Regions from separate parts of the Anser cygnoides genome. Here region 1 is linked to region 2. The links are chromatin contacts, called in public Hi-C maps. All regions are on one chromosome and are shown on one strand. The core of a region is the stretch at or near the end of the contact, and the rest is flanking DNA. Distances in the headings are between cores, read along the strand shown.

Evidence for each region. Hi-C and Micro-C count contacts between places; a contact is called where the count stands out from the background.
Region 1: a Hi-C map of liver shows a contact between it and region 2, with 3 times the contacts expected there. The contact joins the promoter of NAP1L4 here to the enhancer-like site in region 2. A contact is called at or near these places in 5 of 7 Hi-C or Micro-C datasets (fetal liver, granulosa cells and liver).

Annotation. Positions count from the first base shown.
Region 1 is chr5:37,598,706-37,603,532 of Taihu_goose_T2T_genome, reverse strand. NAP1L4 (nucleosome assembly protein 1 like 4) reads right to left here and starts at 2,843. Exons shown (of 15, transcript XM_048066689.2): 1 at 2,676-2,843. LOC106042606 (a long non-coding RNA gene) reads left to right here and starts at 2,979. Exons shown (of 2, transcript XR_001211229.3): 1 at 2,979-3,344.
Region 2 is chr5:37,525,953-37,531,385 of Taihu_goose_T2T_genome, reverse strand. OSBPL5 (oxysterol binding protein like 5) reads right to left here. Exons shown (of 22, transcript XM_066998916.1): 9 at 4,190-4,409; 10 at 998-1,182. Among named protein-coding and RNA genes, the nearest start is that of CARS1, 33 kb to the left of the region's middle. Within about 2 kb of position 1,730, at least 1 of the 3 cell types and tissues checked has open chromatin away from gene starts, as enhancers often do. A contact at or near this core is called in liver, where this site is marked.

The sequences.
Region 1 (4,827 bases), core at 1,594-4,093, 71 kb before region 2:
AGTGACAGTCAGAGAAAGGGTAGCAGAGAATGCACACACTCCCCTACCTGGAAAAAGGAAATTCCTGCTCTAAGCTAGAAAAGGAACACTTTCACAAACAGACAGAAATGGAAAGCTAGGAGTACATGTTAGATTATTCCACAGGAAATATAGTTGCCTACAATCTATCAAAAAAAAGCAAAAAAAGCCAACAAAAAAACAACATGTGAGCTCACCATAGACCAGGAACAAACAAGAAAGCAAGCTCTTTTGACCATGTCTGTGTCAGCAACCCACTTTTTTTTTTTTTGCCCTAAGCATAAAAAGAGAAAGTAGCAATGCGAGCAACCATGCCGTGGAGCAAAAGGAGAGAATTTTGCTATCTTATAGCTGAAGAAATAAAAGAGCAGACACTAGCCTTTCCTTCCACTGCATACAAAAAGCAGGGGAAAAAAAAGATGATTAGGAAGGTAAGAGAGCAAATTGACCTAATATCAGAGTTCAGCCAACACGTTACATGATCCTCGTCACTATTAGAGGAAGCAAGAGTAAGCAACTAAAAATGCAGACTCGCGTTACTTAAAAATTAGCCTCAAAGTCTTGTCCCTTCCAACACTGGCCCAGGGAAGGAGCCAATGGGAAAAATCTACTCCATGTACAAATCTTCTGCTCCATTGTTTGTGCTCTGTTTCCTGCAGGGAACTAACTATTTCTCAGCCCTGATGCTGAAGACAGGATTCTTATTCCTGTTTGGGAAGCACGAAGTAAAGCTCCCATAACTTGCATAATTTTTAAGTAGCAGCTGACTTAAGCTCCACTGGAACAGACGTCAATTAGGCATGTTCTGACAAGGGCCATTTACCTAAATAACATGTAATAAAATTGATAAGACATCATTCCCCTGTGCAAATACATACTTTCAGTCTGGTCTGCCTCTTCAAAGTTGTTCCTTTGGTAACTGAAAAATGAAAAGAAATAAACTGAACAATAAAGTAAAAGAAGCTTTTCCAAAAATAAAAAAAAGCTTGTGATTCCCAGTGGCATTACAACTCCCTTCTAATGGCTTAAATGTTGCAGATTACTAACAGGACTGTTCCATGAAAGCTGGTGGAGAGAGGCGAGGAGAAAGCAAGGTGATTTTAGACAGAAAGTTAAGTGCACAAGTAACGGGAAAAGTACAGAAGCAAAGCACTGAGCTTTACTATTTATTGCCTTAGTTATCTTCCAAGCAAAAAAGCTTGTAGACAACAAAGTTTGTAGACAACAAAGACAAAAAAAAAAGCTACCAGAACTCAAGAAAAGAGCATTGTAGGATATTATCATCACTACCACCACCAATAAGAAGCCAAATTCATGTCTTACATCTTCTGGACAGTTCACCCTTTTCACATAACTAATACAGACAAGAAACTTATGGGAAGGAGGGGACTACATCAACGATCTGTCCCATAAATCAGTCTGCTGCAGTTTGTCTAGAACGAATGTCACATGGCACTAGGCACCTAAAAAAGCAGGAAACTAGACTCAGTGCACACTTCCAACAGTCTACAATAGCAAACGTTTATTATAAGGACAAGAAATATCCAGAAAGATGCAGCTTTAAAGCAAAAGCCTGTTTCTTTAATGGCAAGGAATACTCACAAACAAAAACATACACAGAATAATTTTTCTCTGCTAAAAAAAGCCTACTTCTTGTTCTAAAAGCCTTCTAAACTTACGCAGCTAGAATATAAAACAAGAAACTACCGGACTTGTGAATTCACAGGAAGACTTCTACCCACAACTGTTACTGCTTTTGTAACTACAACAAATCAGAAGGGAAAGTTACAACTTCCATTTAGACCTGCTGGGATGCAACTCTGTGGGAAGCCACAAACATAATAGTCTCTGACACTTTCTGTAAGCAAAATTAGAAGTAATAATGAAAAAAACAGTCAAGAGGAAGAAACTCATTAACCTGCTCCACAAGCCCTGAACATCAGCAGCACTTATGCTCACCTTGAAAGCTGTACTGAGGGCACACTATTTTGACTTCATAAAAATGACTTTGCAAATAATTTTTAAGACGACTATACAAAAATCTGCCTAGTGGTTCTGGTTTCACCTCCAGAATTTACATACTTGCCTCTCTACCTGTAGAGGGGTGTTAAAGAAACAAACCAAACAAATCCCACGGAGAATGTGCTATTATGTGCGGCAGACAACCGATGCAACAGCAGAAAATTTTAAAGAGGCCCTCACTTGGAGGGCGGGAGCCTCGAAACGAAAAGAGAGCCCCAAAAAAGCACAGAGCACGCTAAGCGAACGGAAGATCCTGGATGAGGTCAAACGAAAGCACCACGCCTGACCTCAGCAGCGACGGGTTTGACTCGAGGCGAGGCAGAAGCGCTCCCCACCCCCCAACCCTCCCTCCTCATCCCCCCCCCCCCCCGTTCCCGCAAGAGGCCGGGGGGAGGTCGAGCTCCCCGCAGCGCCCCCCGCTCGCTCAGCACCACGTCCCCGCGGCAGCATTAAGATGGTGCCGGGCCCCTCCCCGCAGGCAGCCCCGCCGCCGCCGGCCAGGCCCAGCCCCACCCCGCCCCACCTCAGGCCCTAACAGCCGCCGCACGCGAGCCCCGTCCCCGGCGAGCCCGGCCACTGGCCGGCGGCCTCCTGAGGGCCGGGAGCCGATGGCGGCGGCCCCGCCGCGCCCTCACCTGCCCGCGACCCCTCTCGGCGTCCCTCCCGCCCTCAGAGGCAGCACCAGCCGCCAGGCTCCTCGCAGGCTCGCTCGGGCTGCGCCGACCGCCAACAAAACCGCCTCCCGTTGGCCCTGAGCGCGGGCGCCTCCCTCAGTAAAAGCACCGCCGATTGGCCCCAGCGCCGCCGCGGCCGCGGCGCCGCACGCGGGACATGTTGACTATCCGGCGGCGCGGCGAGCGGCCAATCAGGGGGCGAGCGCGGGTCGGGGAGGGGAGGGGGGCGAGCGCGTGATGGAGGGGGGGGTGAAGGGGGGGGGGTCGAAGGGGGGGGGTCGTGCCTGCGGCCTTAAAGCGGCAGCGACCGCGCGGGGCGAGGGGGGCTCAAAATGGCGGCGGCAACGAGCCCGGGCGCCTCATCTTCCCTGGCAGAATTCAGATAACCCGGCCGCGGGCCCTGCCGGTGCCGCGATTAACCGAAAACGTGGCGCTGCCTCACCTCGCTCCCCCGGCAGCGCCTGGCTCCTGCTTGCGCTGCAGGGCTCGCTGCCCCGGCACGCACACGCGCTGGGGAGGCGCGTTTTGGCTGGGCTGTACGGGAGCGGCGTGTTACCAGCCTCTGTAGGGCAGCGGCTTTCAAATCTGAGGGGTAAATCGAAGTGCCGAGTGCTGCCTAATCAAAAAAAGGTATTTTCTGGTGTTTCGAATCAAGTTCCTTTTTGGAATGCAAGCGTTAGCCCTTCCAACGCTTTCATGTAATCCACGTACATTTTCAATGTAATTCCTTCTGACAAAAAATCTAACAATCTGGCTTGACTTCTAGCAGTTTGTAAGCAAAAGATGTTGTGTGGTACAGGGAACAGGGTGACTTAAGCATTTGAAACCACTCAAGAGTATGTAAGAGTAACCTTTCACTCAGTAGGAAGAACCCTAACCCTCTGTGGAGTCACTGGATTCCCTTGTTTTATAAATGCTTTTCTGCTGGTCTGTTTAGTCTTGGATTTCAGTAATTAACTACTAGGGTTTACATCACAATCCTTTCACAAGTAAAGTTAAAAGGAAATTACGAGACTGACTAACTAAGCAAAACTTTAATGTTGGTTTAATTCAGTTAATAATGACGGGAATAATTAATGCATCATTACTTAAATAGGTACCAATGTTGAAACTAAGGAATAAGATAATTTTGAATTACATTCAAGTAGCTAAAGAACTGCAGAAATGTTTTAGAGCCCACTGCACAAATAAACAGATCTGGTGAGCCAGAGGATATGCTCAGTGGAAGGATTTTCAGCTTTTCTGTTTGCTTACACTTCCCTTTCCCTGTTTCTCCAAACCACTCCTTTTCCTAACATCAGCAGATTAATGCCCTCCCCATGCTTCCATGAATTCTTTTTTTGGAACTTTACGCACAGTAGTGGCTACGTTAATTCTCCCTTTTCCAAAGAAGAACATACACTGCAAAACAAGGATTTATCTGAAAATGTTTATGCTTTTGTTCTTGCTGATTCATAGCTGACAAGTATTCTTTTAAGCTTTTTCTGTCAATCTCCATTTTGTTAAAAGTTATTTTAACTTTTTTTTAAACAAAAATCTTTTCTTCCAAAATAAGTTTGGAGTAATATATTGTCTCCTACAAAGGTGTAGGAGGTTTTGCTTGAGTATGTGATCTAGCTGCTCCTTCCTACTATTGCAGGAATACATTGCAGCCCTATTTGCATTGCAGCCCTGTACTGCATCTTCTGTAGAGTTTGTGCCTATGCAGTAGTGGCTAACTTGTTAATGTCATTATCCTCATAAGTTCTACAAATCCTGAATTAAATTAAAATTAGGATGGCCTTGTAAAAATAGATTTGACTTCTAGATTAATTATTAAAGCCTCCAAACAGGCCAGAGTGCTGGAACTATTTCCCATTTGTCCGTTGATGTATGTTGAAATAAACATATATTTCAGCTACCTTACGTCCTTGGATTTAGTGTCCCTCTCCAAAGGCATTTATCTCCCATAATCAATGACGGATTTTTGCTGACTGTTGTAGCATGATGCTAGACTTTAGGATTATAGCTGAGGCACAGTCTGTAGAGTCATCTTGCCGTCAGGTGCTCCTGTCCTGCAGAGCTGCAAGAAGATATCTGCTGAATCACCCTGGCTTGATTTAAACACCCAGCC
Region 2 (5,433 bases), core at 481-2,980:
CCTTCCTTAAAAGATGCTTAAAGCTGCCGTGCTGCATGGCCTTTTTCAGTCCTTTGAGATTTCATAGAATAATTTAGGTTGGAAGGGGCTTCTCAGGGCTGTCTCATCCAACCTTCCTCCGCTCAAAGATGATGTGGGAAGTAAACATAGAGTTCCTGGCATTTCCAACCATTTAGTCAGATTTGAAAATCCACTTGCTTAAGTTCTTGCAAAATCCATTTAAAAGGAGCAACCACATCACAAAGAGGCTTATTAAAGAAGAACTTCAAATCCCTTAAAGCTTTTTTCACATCTCAGCACTGAGGAGAACCATTTCTTTAACTTCAGATTTCAAACATACCACAAACTAAACTTGAAAATACCACGACTCTAAAATTATCCAGAGGCAGCAGAATAAACTTGAGTAACTAGTGCTGATATTTGAATAATGCACACACTGGTTTTAAAATACACCAAACATATCTCATTGAGAAAGATGGTCCTATTTGCAAGCAGAACATTTTCTATTTTCTACTGTTGTGCTCCCTGCAGGTCTCTCCGCTCAACTGTGTTAAAAGGTGTTTTTAAATAATCATCCAAAATAATTATGCTGCTTTTGGGACAGAAGAGCTTGCTGATTCCACTGTTTGTTCTCTGTCCTATACTCCTTTGTACATAACTACACCAGAAGGTGGCACAACTCTGTTCTGAGCTGCTCAAAGGAATGAGCCAAATCCCCATCAGTTCCAGCCTGTGCTGGAAAGGACATGTGTGTGCAAAGGCAGCTTTGTCTGGAGCTTAATTGTTTTCCCTGCTTCCTTGCCCTTCAGGGGCAGCAGTTCATCTGAAAAGGTCCCTGCAGCTGGAGCCTGGATTGATTTACATTGAATCCCAGTGACCTGAGTGTTATTTGGGAGCCTTTTGAGCACACCTCAGCCAGCACCAGGGTCATGCTTTAACACTTTTTCACACTAGTAAGAGACGTGCCCATGTTAGGCATGCTCTGTATGCTGCTTACTGGGAGAGCAGGTCGGCATGATAGTAGTAATCAGAGAGCTTGTTCAGGAATGAGCGTGGTTCCAGGATGAAGGTGGGCAGCACCACCCGTGACAGGTCCATGCCGGGTCGCAGCTGCTTCAGCAGGATCCACATCAGGCTCTTGTTCTCCTCAGAGACGGTTTCTGTTTGAGACGATTCACCTGTCTACAACCGGAAATACAAGAAGCATACAAGAAACTCCTCTCAGGCCCATCCTCAGCAAGTGAGAGACTGTAAGATTTACTAGTACACACATAGAAAATATTAGGAGATAAATGAGTAATCAACAAAGAACTGAAGCAGTCCTTCAAGTTCAAAACAGGACAAACTGATAGTTAAGGCACTGCAAAGGGCCCACTGCCAGATTGTGTGCACAGACTACAGCTCCCCCAGTGCTGTGTAGCGCCCTTTGCAGCAGAAGCACAGTAACAGTAAAAAAAAAAAAAAAAAATATCCAGGCAATACATTGTGGTTTCATCTGTAACTGTGTAGCTCCTCCATGTTCAATGGAAATACATGAGGTATAATATGGTGGAATGGGCCCTTCCAATCCACTGGAGAAAGAAAATGAAATTTTGAAACATGAATGTTGTTTTAATGTAGATGTTGGTTTTCTAGACTTTTGTCTAACACCCATTGTAGGCATCAGAATTTAACAATGAAAGAGAATACTTATAATTAGGCTTCCTATTGGTTTTAGGCAAGAGATTTTTATCAGAAGAAGGGCACAGTTCCATTCAGCTCCATTTCTGGAATGCATTCTGGTTCAGGAGAGGACACGTAGCATACCCCAACAGGCTTTGCAGATGGTATATATCACTAAACACTCATTTTCACCACCTGAGCATCCTCAGCACCACCTTTTTGGGTCCTAATCAGCCCTTTTACTCATCATGCACAACTTGTGAGTAGGCCTGTAGGCTTGTAGGCTGGGGAGAATTTCAGACTGAGGAACACCACAGCTCTTTTCATTTCATTGCTTTTCCCTGTACCATTCTTGTGACAGTCTGATGCAATACACAGCTCGAATCTCCAAGAAGTGGAAATCATTTTAAGAATGTAATACCACAGCGTCCTCTAGGGGTTACAATATGTTTCAAGTGTGCATGTACTGGCAATATAAATTAATGCCATGTTGAAATTGCTGTAAAAGGTGTTACTCAGAATGAGTAACTGCACAAGGGATGGATGAAGAGGGATGAAAAAGGACAGGCAGGGGTGTGAGAGTAATTTCAGGTCGTTTCTGTTTGCATTCCCATCAAATACCTCACCCTCAATACTCCTTTTTTAAGCTAGGTATAACTAAAATATATTTAAAATAAGTTTCGTCACTTTTGTTACCAGTTTACCTACTGAGGAGGTGTCTTTTTTACATTCTAGGCTCAGTTTTGCAGTATCAAAGTCCTTCTGACACCTGCCTCTGCCTCCATGTTCCTACTGCAAACAGGGCAAGGCATCCACACAGATGCACAAGCACATGCCTTTTTAATGCATACAGATGCACATACGTATGCGCACACATTTCAAATGTGCTTTCAAAGCAAATTTAACAGTGATGGTTTGCATCTGTGATCTGCAAATCTGAACTGTATACAGAGGGACAGAGGCAATTTCAGTTTAAGAAGCCAGTTAATGTTATTAACTGGCATGTGTTTACCTTGATCCATCTGAGCCCGCAGCTTATAGCAAACTACATCACTGTCTACAATTTACTTTTCTTTATGTTACTGTTACCATTGGAATAAGAATTAACAGCCAATCTCATCTGTATGTCTCAGGGGACAACAGTCCCACCTTGTAGCAAACAACAGAAATCTAGTAAAACCCCTAATGGTCAAGGCTGCACGGGAACTCCTTTTGAAAGCTCACTGGAGTTACTCCGCCTGAACAAACACCCTAGCTTTATTTTACATTATCCAGTATCACTCTCTTCTGTGGAAATGTAGTCCTTCCTTTTTGATTTGTACTGCACTGTTTTTATTTTTATGGAAAACTGCAGAGTCTTCTTTCATTCACACAGACACCACTGCTGCCTTTTAGGTTTGATTGAACACCAAAGTATCCATCTGCTCTACTACTCTTTCTAGGACAAGTTTTCAAGTGGCAAAAGGTCATTTCAGAATAAAGAGCTGAGAGAAATTAGGCTTGCCTTTGTTTTGGTGTTGCCAAATGTTGTTTGGTTCCTCCACTGTATTCAAAGTTCCCTGTTTGAACCCAGTCACCATTTGCTATGTGTCTGGGTGGGATTTGAGGGCAGAGATGTACAAAAGGATTTTTTTTTCATTTTTTTGGATGCCTGTAGACAACAGTTCTGTTTCTAAGCACAATTTTTACAGCAGGGCCTTGCACCTCACCCTGACATCTGAAATCCCAGCAAACGCATGCAGTTAAGAAACATCTTTCCAGCAAAGTGATTTTCTTTGAAGCATCAACAAGACTTCAGCTTCCTCTTTGAAAGCAATAAGCAAGGGAGTGTTCTGAGCCCTCCCGGTGCAGGAGTACAGCGCTTCTCTGCTGCTTACCCGGACTGACTCTCACCCAACAGTGGGTGCCCCCAGTTGCTCTGCAGCTGCCTTATTCAGAGGTGTCACAGTGACATCCAGCTAACAAAGGCTCTTACACGGAACAGAAATGCATCCTTCTGCTGTTAAGTGACATGAGAAATAGCTTTTCTACAAGAAATGGCCCTTAAGGAATCAAGTGGCTCAAATGCTCCATTAGGACACACAGAAAGGATGTTCCATGCATAATGAAAAAAGGAAAGGATCATATTTTGTATCATGCAAGGACTGAGCATCTTAATTGACCAGGACACATGCCCAGAATAATAATTCCCCCTCCTGCTGGCTCCACAAAGCCCTGTGCCAATGCTATGCGGCTCTTTACTGCAATAACTGGTTAAAGCAATCGCTGATGCTGGACACATGCCAAAGCAAAGTAGCAGAGCTGCTGTTCATAATGCATAATTATTAGAACACATGATAATTCAACATAATTTAGCAGAAAGCTGTACATTGCTCTGTCTGTCTGTAAAACACTGGAACCCACAAAGCTGATTCTTAGCTGCCATGCATCTAAAAGGCTGGATGACAAATACTATGAACAGAGACATTTCAACAGGAACAGGCAGTGATTAAAATGTTTTTATGTGTTTTTGCTTTTTTCCCATTACCTCCCCAAATTCCTCATAGATCTGTTCAACATAAGTCGTCCCTTTCCTTCCTGGAGAAACCTCTCCATGGATTTCTGACTGATCGCTTTCGCTTTCATTTGTCTTCCGGCTGTTCTCATGCGTTTCATTCTCCGACTCTTCCACGTTGTCTCTCTCAGACTTGTCCGAAAAAGCATCATTTTCCAAGTGGTGGTGGTTCTCCAGGGCTGATTCATTCAAACTGAAACACACAGTTCATTGCTCACTTCAATTTGATTTACAGATGTAGATTACTTCAGGCCTTTTGGATAAGGTAAAAGCACCCCCAAGGACTCAAAATAGGGTTTGCAGCCCAGGAGAGCCCAAGACATTGATTTCCTGAATAGCAGGTTTTCATCACAGAAACAGCGAGATATTTTCAACCAAAATTCTCTCCTCCAAATGTCACTTTGCAAAATCTGCCATCAAGCTCTACTTACTCACCCTTACACAGAATTTCCACTGGCTCCAGATGGGAGCCCACACACCAAAGGGATACAGAGCACCCACTAAGAACTGTACACTGCTATTATAGAAGTGTGATCAGGAGAGATTTTTCCCTTTACAGAAACAAATCAGAGGAATGTAGAATATGGGAAAAATATGAAGTTACGCAATACTTTCCCTTTTCAGTATTACTGCTACTTTATTTCAACAGATGGCGGTCTTAAGTCAGCCCTACATTAGAAAAGGAAAATTTAAATATCAATAGAAGCAAGGATTTTCACAAAAATACACACACAAACTAACGTGGGGAATGTACTGTCCCCAAATAATGTAAGAACTCAGTTCAAAGCATGCACTGAATGACAACACATAACAAGAACACCCAGACTATAGCAGCATAAAAAAGCATAGGAGTAGTAGTAAATTGCATATTCAGCAATCCAGACTTTACAGAATCAGGGGAAAGCCAAAAATTTTTTCTCAAGTAGCTGGTAGCACCTTCATTTGAAAAAGCAAATGGAGGTTGTACAACAAGTAACAAATATGATTAGATGGGGCAGAGGTCAGCCCTGAGAAGTATTCACTAAATGTCTGTTTCTTCAAGGGGAATTTACCATGGGATTCAGCTTTCCCTATTCATACGTCTTTGCACACGTCACCTCTTTCATAGCTTAGTCCAGCTCTCAGTTGCTGCTCACATCTTCCTCTGAAAAATTCTTACCCAAGTCCTCATGCTAAGTTGCTCCTGGCTGGAAAAATAAGAAAAGATTTCCAGCATT